2 separate regions of the Mus musculus genome follow, and region 1 is linked to region 2. The links are chromatin contacts, called in public promoter capture Hi-C maps. All regions are on one chromosome and are shown on one strand. Each heading gives the region's core, a stretch centred on a gene start, on an enhancer-like site or on the middle of the called end of the contact. The rest is flanking DNA. Distances are from core to core; before and after follow the strand shown.

Region 1 (4,798 bases), core at 1,460-3,959, 2.0 Mb after region 2:
AGACCCCCAGGTTTGGAATTAGGTAAGAGGTTTGGGGCCAGTCCAGACTGAAATAATCAAAGGGAAGAACAGAGGTTGGTGACAGGCTTGGCCTGGAACTAACCCACTGAGGGTCAGGGCAGGACAGAGAGAGGCAGCCCTTCCTGGAATAGCCCCTTTCAGATGGGGAGGACATCTGTTGGGGATTCCTTCAGTTCATGCCCATGGTCCTACTGTAAATACTAAATAGTGACCTATTTCGGTATGGACAATAATAACCTTGAAGGCTACCTTCTGTAGACTATGGAAGGCAGTTTTTGGATTTTGTTCCCAAGTAGTATGAGAACATTCAGGGACTTGTAGAAGGGTCACACAACCGAGTTACGATATACAAAAGTCACTGTGGCTGCTGCTGCTGCTCCTGCTGGTGTGTGTGTGTGTGTGTGTGTAGGTGAGAGACTTGCAGTGGATCAGGAGGCAGGTCATTGTTTCTTCCCCTGACTTTGTCTCACAGGTTCAAGCAGTCAGATGGGGGAAAGGGAGGAGAGGCCCTGGTTGCACCAGGAGAGGTTGCAGTCATAAGCCTGAGACAGGCTGCCCCTTTCTCCTCTCTGAGCTGGTTCTGGCCCTTGGGCCCTGCTCCAGGACCTTCAGAGAGGCTCAGGGGGTGCGAAGAATCCCTTGAGAGCAGTTGTACCTGCCCCAGGACTGCAGGGCCCTTGTAAGGGAACTAGTTCACTCTGTAAATGACTATAAACAATAGTAATTGTCCACCTGACAGACTTCCTATCCTGTCCTTCCCACCCCCACAAGTCCCCTCCTCTAACCTCTTCCAGAGAAGATTTCAGAAGGGAAAGCCCACAGGGTTCTCCCAGATACCAGTGGGGCCAACTGAAATGGATGTCTATGGAGAACACAGCACTTCTGGCATCTGCTGAGCTACAAGGTGGCTGGCTGGCTTGGGTCTGCTGCCAGTGAATGCATGTGGGCTCACCCACAATCTATTTCCAGAGATGGGTATCTATGGGGATCACACACACTGATCACATCATACAGATTGATGTTTGCTCAGATTTCCAAGGAACTAAAGCAAGACCGAGGTTTGTAACATCTACAAAGGGTAAGAAAGAGTGAGAAGCCTGTTTAAGGGAAAACACATTAGTATCAAGAACCCCTCGGGCGCGCTCTCTCTCTCTCTAGTAAGAGAACAGGAAGTTGATAAACTTCCACAGTTAGGTTGTGGGTCATCTAAGCTTTCCAGGTAAGGACCGCCCAGAGGGGAAGGGTCTAAAGTGAGGGAATCACTCACCCAGAGGCAGGACGAAGAAAAAGGGGAACCAGCACAGGACGAAGACACCCACGACGATGGCTAGGGTCTTGGCAGCCTTTTTCTCGCGGGAAAACTTGAGCAGCCTTACGGAGAGCGAGCTGCGCAAGGTGTGCCCCTTGCTACTCTGTGTCCCTGGATTTCCTTTGGCGCTAGTGGCTGCGCCGCGACAGTGGATCCTCAGAACCACCTCAGAGGCCTTGCCCGGCTCCCTCTTGATGCCCGCCTCGAGGCTGCGCGTGGTGCTGCGCGCGACCACATACACGCGGCAGTACATGACCACGATCACTGCCATGGGGAGGTAGAAGGAGCATACGGAAGAGAAGATCGCATAGCCCACCTCCTCGGTGATGCCGCAGAAACGCTCATCCGGGGGCACTGGTTCCTTCCAACCTAGTAGCGGTCCCACAGATACCACCAAGGCCACCGCCCAGAGCAGAGCCAGAATGGCAGCGGCCTTGCGTTCTGTCATAATGGCTGGATACTTGAGCGAGTGGCGCACACCCACGTACCGGTCCACAGAGATGGTGCAGAGGCTAAGGATGGAGGCAGTGCAGCATAGCACGTCCACCGCGGCCCATACGTCGCAGAAGGTCCGGCCGAAGGCCCAGAAGCCTAGAACCTCCATAGTGGCTGAGAAGGGCAACACAGCTGCACTCAGTAGCAGGTCAGCCACTGCTAGGTTCACGATGAAATAGTTGGTGACCGTCTGCAAGTGGCGGTTGCAGGCCACGGAGAGGATGACGAGAAGGTTGCCCGCCACAGCGGTGAGGATGAAGGCGGCTAGGAAGACACCCACTCCCACGCCCTGAGCACTCACCACTAGCCCCCCGACGGCCGCCGAGCCATTCACCTCGCCGCTTGCCGCGGCCCCCGCTTCTGCCGTGGAGCTCTGGTTGTCCTCGCCGCTGCCGGTTCCCACCACAGCGCTACCGCCTGTGGCACCCGGCACGCCGCCCACCGCCGGACCCTCGGGGCCAACCGTGCCAGCTCCGCCGCCCGCGCCGGAGCCCCCAGTGCTACTGCTCGCCCGGGGTCCTTCGAAAGTGACGCTCAGGATGTCGCGGAAAGTCATCTCACGGCGCAGCCGTCGGGGCCCGAGCCCAGGCACAGGGCGAGCAAGTGGCGGGGAGGGAGCCCGCGGGCATCGCCGCAGCGCCCGAGCCAGCCCCGCGCGCCGGTCCCGTCGGTCCTGCCCAAGTTCCCGCGGCAGAGGGGCCGCAGGGGAGCGGTGCTGCAGGGAGAGCGGGGCGGAGGTCACCAGGCCGTGAAGGTCCCAACGGGAACGGGCTCTGGCGGTGGCTGCAGAGTCACAAGAAAACAAGGGCCGGGGCCGGCTCCCTGCTCCCTGCTCCCCTCTCCAAGCGTGTCCTGGCGAGCGGTGGCTCCTCCGGGAGCGTCAGTGCAGGCGGCGGCCTCTGCAGCGCAGGGGACTCTGCGCGGGGGCGGGACGGAGGAGGGGCGGCGGGGAGGGAGGAGGGGGCGGCCGGCGCGAGCCAGCGAAGGGGCTCCGCGCGTCCAGCGGCTGCGGGGGTCCTCGCCGGTGCTCACGACCGTCCTCTGCCCTAGCTGTCCCCTTATCCTCCTTTCCTCAGCTCTCCTGCACCCCGGCTTTTGCCCCAGCGCTCCTCGCTGCCTCCCTTCCTCTCTCTGGACTTGCGGTCACTCTCTGCTTGCCCTTGCCCTAGCGGAGCATACAAGGTGCGATTCCCCGGGACTCCGGGCTCCCGGCTTCTGCCGCCAGAGAGCAGCAAGAGCCCAGGATCTGTGGGTTCAGGGCTGGATGATTTAAAAAAAACGCTGCCACTTGAGAACGTCTGGATGCGGTTTGATGCCCCTCCTCTTTTTTCTAGGGCAACTGGCCAGCCCAAGATCTCAAAACCCACTATGGTGCGATGGTGGCATTGAGACAGCCCTGAAGGGGTCAAGATGCTTGGGCGCGGGTTGAAGATGGGCGTGACTGGCGTGAGACCAGATGGTGTGGTCACAGCCCTAGGACTTTGCCCGTACTCTGAATAATACCAACTTTGGCCCTGCAACTCTACTCTGCATCAGAAGTCAGAATAAATCTTCCTGTTGCTACTCGAAGTACTCGGGACTCCCTCTGGGCAGAAAAGGTCACGTTCTGGAGGGTGGGAAAGGTTACTGCAGGGTGCTTAACAGGGAGGGAGCAGAGTAGCTTGCCTCCACCATTCAGGCTCCGGCGTCTTGTGCCTCGGTTCCCCACATGTGAAAACGAGAGTAAGATTCACTGTGTTAGCAGCGCCACCAAAGTAGTGCCCATACTTCTCAGAAGAGTGGAGAATAGTGGGGTAAAGCCTGAACACGAAGAACAGAGGGGAGAGGGGACGGGGCTGTGCTAGGAAGCAGGGACGCAAGGGAAAGAGAAGGGAGGGAGGAGGACCAATAGGGAGAGACACAATGCCACTGGACCACCCCAGGCAACTGTACTTACATGGTGCACATAAACTGGCCTCCTCAGGCAACTGTACTTACATGGTGCACATAAACTCATGTAGGCACACACATGATGTGCGCGAGCACACACACACACAAGTGCAGGCACAAATACATCTTCAAAACACTACCTTTCATTCTTCATCATTTCTTCCTTTCCTTGACTTGGCTTATGGAAGCGAGGCCATAGAGATGCGGGAGGATGCTCTGAAAATGTCATGTGCATGTCCTTGGTGCCTGGTTTATTCCTTGTTGCAGATGGTGGGATGGTAGAAGCAATGAAAGCCTCAGTTGTGTTGTGACATGAGCTTTCTTCTTCTCCCATCCTGCAGACCATTCACTGAACTCGATCCACAAGAGCTGAGCCCTTGGCAGGCAAAGTATGACTTATACACACACTGCCTTCCTAAGGCAGATATTCTGATAGGAGCTTGTACCTGGGGAGTGAATACTGGAATTGTCTTACTGTAGGGTCTTCAGCAATTCTTACTGTAGGGTCTTCAGCAACTCTCTGGGACCATTGCCTTCTTTACAGCTGAGGGCAAATGGAATTGGAATAGAACAGAATAAAGCAGTGGGATTCTGGCTTCAAAGCAAGACTTCAAACCAGCATCTTAGAGAAGTGTTGGCTGGATTGGGGCAATCTAAGTCTGACCCTCTGGGCCCTCCTTGCAAGTCTCCCCACTGGTTCTCAAAGCACTGTGAGCTCCTGGAGGCTCATGGGCATAGCGCTGGCTCCCTGATCCTGGAGAACCTGCTTTGTGGTTCAGCAGAAGGGACTTCCTTTGAGATGGAAGACGAAGTTCATGTTATGTCAGAAACAGACATGTTTGTCTTTCTATATGTCAGGGCTTGTGGAATAATCAGTAAAATCACAAGCTATGTTAGCTTACTTGACTGAAATTTGCTGAATAATGCTGATTTTGCTTGATAACTGGTCATTGCCAGTCTCTGGTTCTCTCTCTCTCTTTCTCTTTCCTTATTCTCTCTCTCTCTCTCTCTCTCTCTCTCTCTCTCTCTCTCTCTCTCTCTCTC
Region 2 (5,075 bases), core at 783-3,282:
CACTGCAGGGTTTAGATTTGATTCCTCTAAAACTTCTTTATTTTGATTCAAAGGATTGTCTATTGCTTGTAACCTAACATTTAATTCCTCAGTCCTCTCCTCTCCTCTTCTTATCTAAGTTTGTTTTATTTTTATTTTTCTTAAAGAGGATATATAAAATTGCAAGCATTACGGAAAATATAATTATTTTATGCTGATAACTGAAACAAAATTATATGGGGTCCAAGTGCTCTCTGCCATTTTGTAGTCCTCATTTTTTTTAAACAGAAAATATTTTTTTTAAATCTAACTCTCTCTTTCCTTTGGAGATTTCACTTGTTATTTTTAAATTACTTATTTCTTTCTATGACTGTCTATAGCCAGTTTGTTTTCTTTCTTCAGCACCTAAGCACAATTCAAAACATACATTGGCCCATCAGAGGCTCATCTGTGCTCAGGACTCCAGTTTCTCATTCACTCCTGGGCTTGGCTTCTGCTGCCTGCAGTCACTCCTTTTTCAGCTCCACTTAGCATGGGATGATAACCACTGGCTCCGCCCCCAGTTGCTCTGCTCATAGAGAAGGGGCAGTTCCACCACTCTGCACCCACAACAGCCAGAGAAACTGAGGCTTCTGTGCTCTGGGACCTATCCCACCCACTTTTCAGCGGCCAGTTCACGTCTTTGTTTCCCACCCAACTCTGGCTGCAACCACTGTCTGCCTGCCCAAGCAGCAGCAGCAGCAGCAGTCCTTAGGCTGTTGAGCATTCCCAAGGTTCACCAACTGGGCCAGCACCTCTGACCTCTGTCCATTCCGGCCCACAGCAGCCCAACCTCCCACCTAAGCAGCAGTCTGGAGGGGGTGGTGACACCTCTACACCACAGGAGCTCAGCCCAGCAGGTCAGTAATGTGCCTACCTGCTGTGCCATGCTTGGGAGAACTTGTGGTAGCTGTGTCTGGGGCTCCTCTCCAATGGCCTCCCGCATGGCTCTGTTGCTAGGGAAACATCTTCCATGCTTTCCTCTGGAGACTTTTCTGAGGCCCTAAGCTTGGATATACATACCCTCACATTGGACACCAATTATTGCCAGACTTTCTTGGAGCCGCCAGCTCCTGAATAATGACACAGAGACTTATTATTTAAGAAAGCTTAGGCTCTGTAGCAGGTTATCTCCTAGCTAACTCTAACCCGACTAATTCCAGCTCACATCCTGCCACACGGCCCATTACTTCTCACTCAACCTCCACACCTGTTCCTTCCACCTCCGTGTCACACTGGTGAATCCCCCACCTCTTGATTCTTTCCCAAAGACCCTCTCTCTGTCCAGAAGTTCCATCTATTCTTTCCTGCCTCAGCTACTGGCCATTAGATCTTTAGTAAACCAATTAGAAGGCGAGAAGGGTAAATGTTTCCAACACAAGTGATGATCCATAAAAATAATAATACCAAAGTCTGGCCAGTATTCTCCTCTCTGGCGGCACAGAAACCAACATTTGCATAACACAAAGACAAACTTTACACAGTGTACAAAAAGATTACCCCCGAGATAATCTTACATTCATTCTGGATGACACAGAAGCTGCAAGAGTATTCCAGGGGTGGCGTGATTTAATTTGCATTTTCAAGAAAGTCTCCTGTTGTATGAGAGTAGACTGGATGGAGGATGATCAGGTAAGAGTGTCATCAACTGGGACATATAGTTCAGGGTGGGCCAGGGAGAGTGGACAGAGTGAGGAAAATAAGCTTTAAGTCAGGGAAGGACTGAGCAGATGAGTGAGCCTTTGATGTGAGAAATTTAGGTCTGGTCATTATTCGCTTACCAAACAAGAGTAGAAAAATCCATCTCCTTTTCTGGGCCTCAGTTTCCCTGTCTGTGACATAAGGCAGAGCAGCTGGTGCCAAGGTCTTCTGCATCAGGCACAGGCAGCCCTATATTTAGGGCCTTGGCTCTCAAGCTATGATCCAGTTACTAATCCCAGCAGGCCTGAATGCCCCATGGCAGCTGCAGAAACCTGGGGACGATGCTGCAGCTCAGGGACAGTTGCCTGTTGTCTACAGAAACTGGGACAACCAGAGGACATGAGACTTGTCTGCCCACACCACAGGCTGGGAACGGCTGGTCTGATGGCACCTTTCAACTGGAGGAAAAGTGCAGGCCACCAGCCAGGGGCTTCCTGAGCCCTTCAGGGAACTGATGTCCCAGTCACAATGTCTTTCCAAATGGTCCAGGTTCAACTCGGGGGCTGTGACCAGCCTCAGTGGATGACCCTCAGTGGGCTGATTCAGACTTCTCCCCTGGGCTCTTGACAAGGTATAAATCACTAGCTCTGGTTTATTGAGTAGAAAAATGAAGACCAAAAAAGTCATGGGCAGCAAAGCTAGGAGTTGAACATGGCTAAGTAATACTTCCATCATTCTTTGCTGCCTCTCAAGGATGCAGTGGAAGGGTGGTAAAGAGAAATAGAAGCTAAATATGTTTTAATAAATATAGACATTCACACCCACCTGCTTTGCCAGGGATGAGGACTTTCAAACAAAAGCTGCTTTGTGCAGCTGAAGTGAAGCATGTGTGTGTGTGTGTGTGTGTGTGTGTGTGTGGTGGTGGTGGTGGTGGTGGTGGATAAGCCCCTGGTCATTGTTTACAGCCTTTTTGCTGCTTATTTATTCCTTTGTAATTGCCACAGATTTTTTTTTCCAGACATATACATGCTGGGGACTGTGTGAGGCTCCAGGGAGGGAACCGTAATAATTAACAGAAAATGACTTAGTTCCTGAACCCACTGGTTTGCACTGCAGTTGAAAGATGTCCTCTTCTGGATGTCGTTACTGCTCTAGTCTCCACAAAGAGAAACCCAGGGGCTTTGTGAGGTGCTGTGATTTCACCAGGGGGGAGACCTGATCAGAATTCTAACCTGGACCTTATGGTTCAAAGCAGCAGGAGCAGCCGGCCCTGCAGGAGCAGCCAGGCCTGCGTCAGGCAATTTGATTAGGGTTTAATAGAAGGATTAGTCACAAAGGAAGACAGGGCTACAGGAGACCACAAAGCACTCGTCAGGACCCTCGTTCACAGTAAGAGGAAAGAGAAGTCAGTCGGCAGCTGATAGATGAGGGCCCCCAACAGGGGTTTCAGCTCAGGGCATGGTGATTGCGAGGTGACCCTGGATCAGTAGGCTAGGAATATGGACTCTGAGTTCATAGTCCTCTGTCTTTCCATATCCTTCTAGGGCTCCCCACAACTCAGATCATTGCCGTGACTTCTGTAGACATCTGGGATAGATGCTGAAGAAAGAAGGGGACAAAGAGGGCCAGGGAGAAAACCACGTGGTCTTTAGCCAAAATTAAGATGCTTCTGAATCAAAAGCACCTTATTGGGCCAGGGGAGGTCCAGACTCAAGACCAAGCAGGTCATAGAAATGGGCCCATAGTGATGCAGCTCCCACCCTCCAGCCTTCTGCTGGGCTGGCAGACTTGGCCTGCAGCCTGGCTTCTTGTTTTGGTAAGTCAACTTTCATCAGGACACAGCCAACCATATGACTAGCTGGCACCTTCCAGACTCTAGATTCTTACAGTAGAACTTAATAGTGTTGGCAAATCTGAAACCCTCACTCTCTGGCTAGGAAAGGTCACCGAGAGAAGCAACGTTTGTTTCCTGCTCATAGTCCTTGTCCGCCTCCAGCTGGCAGAACCTTTGCTGCATTATCAGAGCTGCTGCGAACAGTGCCTCCTGCAAAGAATGCACTGCCCTGCCCTCAGGGATGAGAGATGGGGGTTGCCCACAAATTCACATGCCTCAGTTCTGATCACACACCTTGGCTCATGCACATCAAGTTCCATGGCTGGCGCTCTTCACTTCAGGCCAACAGTAATGTGCATGTGTATGCTTTCATACTTGGCGGTGCATGTTCCTGCATGTGTGTGGTGATCACATGAGTGTGTGTGTGCTGTGTGTGCTATGTGTGTAGCTGTAGAGCTGGGTGGCCCTTGGTCATATAATCTTGCATTGACACTTGTCCATGCATATTTCTATATGTATGTGATCACATGATTGTGTGTGTGTGTGTGTGTGTGTGTGCGTGTGCGTGTGTGTGTGTGTGTGTGTGTGTGTGTGTATGTGGTGGCTGTGGGCCTGGGTGGCTCTTGGTCATGTGATCATTCATTCTGGATGTCCCAGCAGCTGTAAAACTGTTCAAGAGGTGACTTGATCTAATTTGCATTTTTGAGAAATTCTCCTCCTTGTGTGAAAGTAGACTGAATGGAGGATGATCAGGTAAGAGTGTCATCAACTGGGACATGTAGTTCAGGGTGGGCCAGGGAGAGTGGACAGAGTGAGGAAAATAAGCTTCCAGGCAGGGAAGGACTGAGCAGATGAGTGAGCCCTTGATGCGAGGGATATAGGTGTGGTCTATAGTTGTCCCCACTATTCCTCCTATGAGAATGACCAGGGCACAAACACTGAGGGCTGGCCACTCTGCTGACAGCCGTGGAGTACAAGCTTGGCTGACATCTATCAAACAAAGAATAAAGGTGCTATCTGGCTTGGAGCAGACTTCTGCGGCCTCCCACACTGCTCAGGCTGTCTCAAGGGAGTGGAGCAGACAGAAGAGCCAAAGAGCAGGGAGAAACCTTGTCAGTTTTAAGGGCACAGGTAGGGGGTGAGGCAAAGCAGACCGGGCACTAACATCCTAGAGTCAGGACTTTGATTTGTTAGAGGCTTGTTTGAGTTCATTAGGAACCAGATATCCTTGCCTGAGATAGTTGACTGTAGAGGGTGACTAAGGGAAGTGATGGCTTTCCTGACAAACAGAAACCTGATTCACAAGGTTCCTGAGGAATGCTGAGTTTAGGTTTTGTTTATCTGCTAGCAATCCTTCTTGTTCGCCCAGTCAGAGTCCAGCCTGTGCTGAGCCTAGACTGTTTGTCATTCAGGACCTTGTCAGCCGCTTGACAGTTAGGGAGGCTGCTTTGGACCTAACCGTACCTCCATCTGAAAAAGAGAATTGGTTGTAAGGGTGAAATAAATGCACTTTATTTAGGTGAGGGCTTGGCACAGAGTAAGCACTACTGTTGCAGAGAGCTAGCCATCGTGACTACACACA

The links. Promoter capture Hi-C pulls out the DNA fragments that hold promoters and counts their contacts.
Region 1: a promoter capture Hi-C map of stem cell-derived epiblast-like cells shows a contact between it and region 2, with 2.1 times the contacts expected there. The contact joins the promoter of Adra1d here to the promoter of F830045P16Rik in region 2. A contact is called at or near these places in 2 of 39 promoter capture datasets (pre-B cells and stem cell-derived epiblast-like cells).

What each region holds. Positions count from the first base shown.
Region 1 is chr2:131,559,788-131,564,585 of GRCm38.p6, forward strand. Adra1d (adrenergic receptor, alpha 1d) reads right to left here and starts at 2,710. Exons shown (of 2, transcript NM_013460.5): 1 at 1,289-2,710. The coding sequence starts at 2,381. Gm14285 (a long non-coding RNA gene) reads left to right here and starts at 1,989. Exons shown (of 3, transcript XR_374988.3): 1 at 1,989-2,073; 2 at 2,902-3,007; 3 at 3,160-4,666.
Region 2 is chr2:129,534,570-129,539,644 of GRCm38.p6, forward strand. It overlaps F830045P16Rik (RIKEN cDNA F830045P16 gene), which reads right to left and starts at 2,033. Exons shown (of 7, transcript NM_177653.3): 1 at 1,800-2,033. The coding sequence starts at 1,893.